Linked DNA regions of Bombyx mori: region 1 is linked to region 2. A link is a contact called in public Hi-C data. All regions are on one chromosome and are shown on one strand. Each heading gives the region's core, a stretch centred on a gene start, on an enhancer-like site or on the middle of the called end of the contact. The rest is flanking DNA. Distances are from core to core; before and after follow the strand shown.

Region 1 (3,575 bases), core at 167-2,666, 35 kb after region 2:
CATCTACCCCAGACCTCAACCCTTTAGACTTCAAATTATGTTCAGTTTTAAAGGACATGGCCTGCTCTAAGCGACACGGCGACATTGAGTCTTTTTAAAATCTTTGGAGCAACCAGTGGCGAAATTTCCCTTGGAAACAGTGCGTAATCCCATAGATTCATGGCCAAACAGATTAAAGGCCTATATTTTTATGACCAGCCAAAGATATCCATTTCGAATCGATTTTTTTTTATGTGTCTTTAATAAATATGTGTAAATGTAATATATATGTTTACATTTACAGGTTACATTAGTTAATTATAAAAAATATGCATTTTCATTTGTAACAGAACTTATGGCTGGGCTAGGTATTTGTCAGTTCGTTTCTTACTGCCAAACTCTACAACGGCCCAAAGAGCTAACCTTATTCGAGTATTGTTTTATATATCAAGAATTATAAATAGATTTGTGTCTTTAAATTACAATAACTAGCACAGCACACTATATTTTACTCCAATCTGTTCGCCAATATGAAATAATGTTTTAAAAAAATGTAGTAGGTATACCGATCGCGTATCTTCTCGGTCTATTACATAATATAGATGTATGTATTGAGTATTGAAAGACAGTTTCAAAGAATACTCACAAAATTCAAAAGACAAACACAAATAAGTTTTTCTTGAAATAATCGAACGCTAAATGAAACTGATAATCCTATTCCAATTTGATTATTCATGTTCGCCTAGTACAGTATAAGCTCACACAGTCAAAACGCTATAATAAAATATAATACGTCTTGTATGTGTGCGTGAACACAGTATATTTACGCAGGACGCGACACGATTCGCGATAAAGTTTCGCGTGTAGTGGTTCGCGAATCGCATCATGTGAGAGGAAGGAGGATCGCCCTCCCGCGCCGACAGCCAATCGGAGCAAGTCTAGACTGTGACCACTATCCGTATCGCGACGTACCGATATCGCAAATAAATTAGCAAGACGCTGTACATACGCTCTTATATACTGACTTATCAGACATCTTATGTGGTATTAGTGGATAAATATTATATATAGGAAGTTGAACTGAGACTCCTATTGGTTGATAGCACCACGACAAAACATTTTATGCTTAATGATTAGCCAGTATTATCTACGTAAATTAAACTTAACAAATATACGGTAGCGATGACGTAACGATCGCGATGTTATACCTCTTACGATTCATAAGGCCTTGGTACGCGAACGCGTACCTAGAGTTCTTTTCACAATAAACACGCCCCATTTTTCTACGTTTTTTATATTTTAAAACAATGGTTTTTTTTGTTGAGACTTAAAAGATCTGTATTCTGCACCGGAAGTTAAAAAACAAAGCCACAAGGGGCTCTTTTAAGAATGCCTATTAAAATGGGATTATTTCTAAATAATGCGGTAACGAGAGGGTTAGACGATACTTTCCTATGTTTAGCAATGCGACGTGCGGGAGATGTGCATGCAACCCTTCAGTGTAAAATATCTCAATTTAAACGTTTCAAAACACGTGTTTGTTTTAACACTGATCCCACGAGGAGGCGACGGAATAACGCATCGCTTGTGCCACCTAGTTGATCACCCACTTCTTTAAGTAACAGATTCTTCGATAAATGCGTTTGGTATTTTAATTTGGTTTGTACAATACAACGATATGGATTGATTCGATATTGTTTATTCGAATGGTGGTGGTAGGATCTCTTGTGAGTCCGCACGGGTACGTACCACCACCCTGCTTATTTCTGCCGTGAAGCAGTAATGCGTTTCGGTTTGAAGGGTGGGGCAGCCGTTGTAACTATACTTGAGACCTTAGAACTTATATCTCAAGCTGGGTGGCGCATTTACGTTGTGGATGTCTATGGGCTCCAGTAACCACTTAACACCAGGTGGCCGGTGAGCTCGTCCACTTATTTAAGCAATAAAAAAATATTTCAATAGCAAATCAACGCAGGTTTTAATATGAAACAATGACTTTAACTAAGAGTATTCAGCGCTTCACTGTATAAATTAAAAGCATTCAACACACATGTTATTGGTAGGAACTGTATAACCCTCCCTAACGTTACATCAACAACTGTACAAAGTTTGTTCGCAATCGGATTAATGGTACAGAAACATATACAATACAAACAGACAAACATTGATCTTAATGCACATAATAAAATTTAGAAATTTACTCATGACGACGCTTGCAGCTGAAAGTAAGTATTGTACTTTTTGACGAAGCATGTTGCTGATAACTTTATTTCTGTAATCTGACGAAGCATGTTGCGGATAATAACATGTACTTTTAGGTTAGGAATATTGTGTTCTTTTTTTTTATAATAAATAAATTTATTTACTCAGATAGTGACTTACTTATAAAATGACAATACTTTAAATTTTTACTGATCTTCAGCGTTTGCTATCGGCGCCGCGGCGTCAACTATATAGTTGAAAAATAACACGAAATCAAGAAACGCGTATTTATTATTTTTAAAAAATACTACGCTCTATAGAATGAGAAATTACTAATCACCCATTTATTAACGAATTATTTTATGATTTCATTTATAATTTCATTGGGTTGCTGTTTTGAGATCGGCATTTTTTAAATACGTCATAGATACCTTTTAATAATTGCAAAGTTGAATTTTAATCTTAAAGTTGTTTCAGCCTAGGACCGCGTATTTATTCTAATTAGATTTTTGTTTGTAAAGGATATAATGTTGAAATATTTTATTTTCATTGCGATTTTTTCGATCGATTTATTAAAAAACGGATTGAAACCATACGGTCTGATTCACAGATCGGATCTAGGCACTACGATCCACAAAAGCTGATTTAAATTAAAATATAAATGTATACTTGTAATCAAAATAATAAAACTTAGAGCTTTAAATAATTTCGCATATTTCAAATCTGTATTAAGCTTCCTTTGTTACGAATAAAGAAATATTTTTTGAAATATGAAAAATTAATATTATTTTATCTTCTGTCTTCTCTCACACCAGCTGGTTTCGGCTGGACTAGTATCATGTAATTTTGTCAATAATCCCAAACTATTTTAAAATTATGTTTAATGCGCATTTCTGCCATATTAATCATTCATATGGAAACGATTAAGAAATACCTACAAGCAATACCACTTCAACCCCTTCTAAATAGATGGCAAAAAACGTCAAGGGGATGTCGCGAGATTAGCCCTCCGCTATTACGCTGAGCAAAAACTCACTGTTCGGGCGTATTTCAATTAGCTGACGGTTTGTCAACTAACATTAAAAAATATGCCTACAGTCTGTTCATCCGCCCCTATGCTGATCAGGCTTTGTATATCAACATGCATTGAATGTACGTGTTGTGAAATAAAGTTTACTGGTGGTAGGACCTCTTGTGAGTCCGCACGGTTACCACCTTGCCTATTTCTGTCGTGAAGCAGTAATGCGTTTCGATTTGAAGGGTGGGGCAGCCGTTGTAACTATAATTGAGACCTTAGAACATATGTCTCAAGGTGGGTGGCGTATTTACGTTGTAGATGTCTATGGGCTTTAGTAACCACTTAATACCAGGTGGGCTGTCAGATCGTCCACCAA
Region 2 (3,788 bases), core at 821-3,320:
TGTACTCGATTTTGTATCTATAATACAAAAAAAATGATAATGTACCTCATAAGCTCCATATTTTGTTCTTGCGATAATATCAAAATAAACTATGTCCCGTGTAAATATGTATATTATTTGTATGAAATGAACTGCGTGCCGTGAAATATTATTAAATTCTATTACAATTTCGTTATTTAAATAATATTTAAACGTGCCAATCTCTGTGAAGCCTATTTTCTATTCGATTGTCACATTCTTTCGTTCGTCGGAATATTTTGCGTCTATTATTGCAATTTGTCATTTTGTTATCAGACGCTATCGTGGTGCATTTCCAAGAAACGATAACATTATCTTTAACTAGAACCAATTCGCCGAGGTTGATTCCTTAGTACTGGCTAGGCGTCGACTTTTATAATAAATTGTTTGCTTAATATTTTGATAAGCTACTAAATAACATATTAGCGATGAAAGTTGGAAGCGTTTATTAAATTTTATAGGCACAAGCATAGTTGTAGACATGATATGGATGGCAATATATATGTATTTTTTAGGGAGAAGGCAATTCCGGCAGCCTCAAGGTCCTACCACTCGTCCTTACGGATCCATCAGATCCAATAATTCTTGAACTAGATACCTTCAGCTCTAACACTAGGAGCAGGCTGAGGAACCCCGGTAAACGTACCTGTCGAACTCGACAAAGAGGTCGATGTGCAACCTAACCCATGCATCAGCTCGCTGAATTTCTCGCCGGATCTTCTCAGCAGATCGCGATTCCGTTCTGATAGTAGATTCATTCACGAAGCAGTTGCTCTTGAATTGCTAGGTCTCCTTCAGAGGCGCTCGGGCAGCTGTTACAAATCCCACCCCTCCTGGCCGAGCCTTTGCTCGCCCACCTGACCTGGTGAAACTGGAAAGGCCTCCGGGCCACCAGTAATACTTCAATACTTAAAAAAAAAGGTCCTAGCAGCGGACGAGGTCCCAACCGGGAGGTTTGCTGAGAATTGCCCGAGTACACTCGAACTCTAAGAATCAAGAGCAGCCGTTTCGCGAGTATATCTACCACCGGATCGGAATTTCGACTCGCTGAGAACTGATGCTATGGGCTAACCAATAGCATCTCATCGAACTTCTTCTGTGGTTTGAATTCTGCGTGAGGCAGCTTCCGGCGTCTGAGACGAAAACAGATTCGCATCAGAAATCCGCATTTTTCACTTGTCAAAAAAATGCAAAGATTATCGTTTTACTTATTTTAAAACTGTCGTGTATGATGAGTACGGCGCACTAAATTTAGTAGTAGGTATGTCGTCTGAAATTTACAATATATAAAATGTATTCAATATATCGGACATTACGTGAATAAGACGATTTCTTACGACGACACCTTAGCATTCTAAGAACTCATCAGAATCATGACCCTATCGAATAATCAGCAACAATATTTATTAATACTAGGTATTCTAAAAACTATACCGATAGAGGGAACAACTCAAATGTTTTCATAAACTTTTTTTTGTTGCCTATTATTATGTTATTGATACGTTACTGCGTATTTTCTAATACCTATGCAATATTCTAGTAATTACATTATAGCAGTCACTCGCAACTTGTCAATAATTGCATCATATACTTCATGATTAGCTACCTACAATGTGACAAAATTGACTCTTAGAAACAAATACACATTTCGCTAAAAGGTTTTGTTTTAAATTATTGAACAAAAAATGTAGTTTCTTTTTAATATGACTCAACGTAATTTGTTTTAAAGAACTAAAATAGCACTCCATATCAACAAACATACTAAATTAGTCAATGTGCAACAATGCGTGCTATCATCACAGTTTTGTGTGTGCGTAACGCACAATATATTTCACAATATAACTCACGTATTGGGGATACTATAAATAATTGATAAATTGTTTGCGAAAGTCCAAATTTTTGTGCAACAGATTTGGGAACGTGCGACTAGCCGTAGTGCGTATCGCGCGAAACGCCATGCACACGCACGATTCGCTCGCACAGATAAAATGCGTACTATACCAGATAACGGGATCCAATGCCGCGATAACACACTGTCCTGTTGATACTACACATAAATTTGCTCGAATAACTATTCCTATGGACTTTCACACTCGTTATCTCTGTGACTGGTGATTTCATTTTTGTTACACAAAATAGTTTGGATACCAAAAAGTTAGCACATAATGAGACGTAATGCCAATTCAAATGATTATAACGCGACCATAAACATAAAAATGAGACACAAAAACTGCTTGCGTATTTAATATTCACTGACAAGGACAAAACATGTCTAGTGTAAAATTCGCACAGTCGACGCAAGAATATCTTGAATGAATGGGCTTCCCCGACCTAGAAAGGAATGCAGCTTCATACAAAATAATGCGACGTCCACTTTTGTGGTGCAGTCAGCGTAATGATGACATAACAATGACGAATCTAAAGAGATGGCGCGTGCTTTTTTTCATTTCGTTTTTTGCAAATACAACGGCATGAAGTAACGTAAAATTCGCACAATTGTACTAGGACAACATAATCACTGAGAGATGGTTTGTAAAAATCTTTATCAAAATTTCAAGTAGATTAATTATTGCAATAATTCATTTTTGCAAAAGATCATAAAAATGACAAGTCTTGTTCACTTTAGTCATTTAATGCTGTATTCTACAACGAAGAAGAGCATGTCCGTAAATTACCTGCTTGAATTAAATTAAAACTAAATTTTCGCAACCTTATTCGCGAACTAGTACTAGGATATCATAAATGAAAAAAGGTATCTTCATATAAGTCTTAAATCTATAGGGTCTTTTGAACTGAAACCAATTAGGTACTTAATATTTTTTAGGTATAAATGTTTTCGCTTTACGTTACGTTGTATAAATAATAACATTTAACAAAACAAAATTTGAAGGTTTTCCTCATTAGAAAAACACAGTTTTATGTCAATGAACCGCAAATGTCAAAAAAGAGTTTAACTTCACAATAAAAAGTTGTTTATTATTTATTTAACATTTAGTGGAATATTATATTGATGTCCAAAGTGCTAAACGAAAGACCTTCAGCGATAAAATAGTGTATTAAGGTAAATAAACTGTTTTATTAATTTATCTACGTCTATTTGAAGGTTGTTTCAGTCACATATACGAAACAAATCTTCATCTGTGTGCGTCACTTGTCGATTCTTACACAAAATTACTTATAGAATTTTGACATTTAAATAATTGAGCAAATGATTGCGAGGACGTCATAAGTCTGAGGAGGTTGATTTTATATTTATACTACACAACACACTACTACTCAAAAAAGTTTACATAGTAGATTGAATATAATATGCTTCCGCTAACAATGATTCATTTTGGCAACCGGTTCATGTGAAGGCGTTTCCAATTTGCGGTACATAACACACATACACAATTCGCACACTTGGGTAAATCTTAAACGTCTGCTATCCTAGTACTTACTCGTTATACGTCGTCTCCTACAAACAAAATTGAGTAAGAAAGATAATTTTATTATTTAATTTTTAAATATCGATCATCACTATGACAGTCGAGTAATTACAACAGTAATCACTAGGTAATAAAATATATCATTAAAAATGTATTAGACGAGAAAAACGAATCCAATAATTTAAAAAAAAATGGTTGCGATATTTTTAACTTAAACAGATTATTGAACAACATGCCAACGAGGCTATTCGATGATTTTGAGGCCAAGGTTTTAACGCTAATATGTGGATATTTTAATGTTATATAAATGTATATAAGTACATGGAAAGGTGGAAAAACTGG

Evidence for each region. A called contact is a pair of places that touch in the nucleus more often than the background predicts.
Region 1: a contact with region 2 is called in a Hi-C map of midgut, with 1.5 times the contacts expected there. The contact joins two enhancer-like sites. A contact is called at or near these places in 2 of 7 Hi-C or Micro-C datasets (midgut and whole pupa).

The regions. Positions count from the first base shown.
Region 1 is chr13:8,320,330-8,323,904 of ASM3026992v2, forward strand. All of the region lies in intron 2 of LOC119629409 (a long non-coding RNA gene), which reads right to left. Among protein-coding and RNA genes, the nearest start is that of LOC119629409, 8.2 kb to the right of the region's middle. Within about 2 kb of position 1,417, at least 8 of the 8 cell types and tissues checked have open chromatin away from gene starts, as enhancers often do.
Region 2 is chr13:8,284,946-8,288,733 of ASM3026992v2, forward strand. No RefSeq gene overlaps it. Among protein-coding and RNA genes, the nearest start is that of LOC101743032, 11 kb to the left of the region's middle. Within about 2 kb of position 2,071, at least 7 of the 8 cell types and tissues checked have open chromatin away from gene starts, as enhancers often do.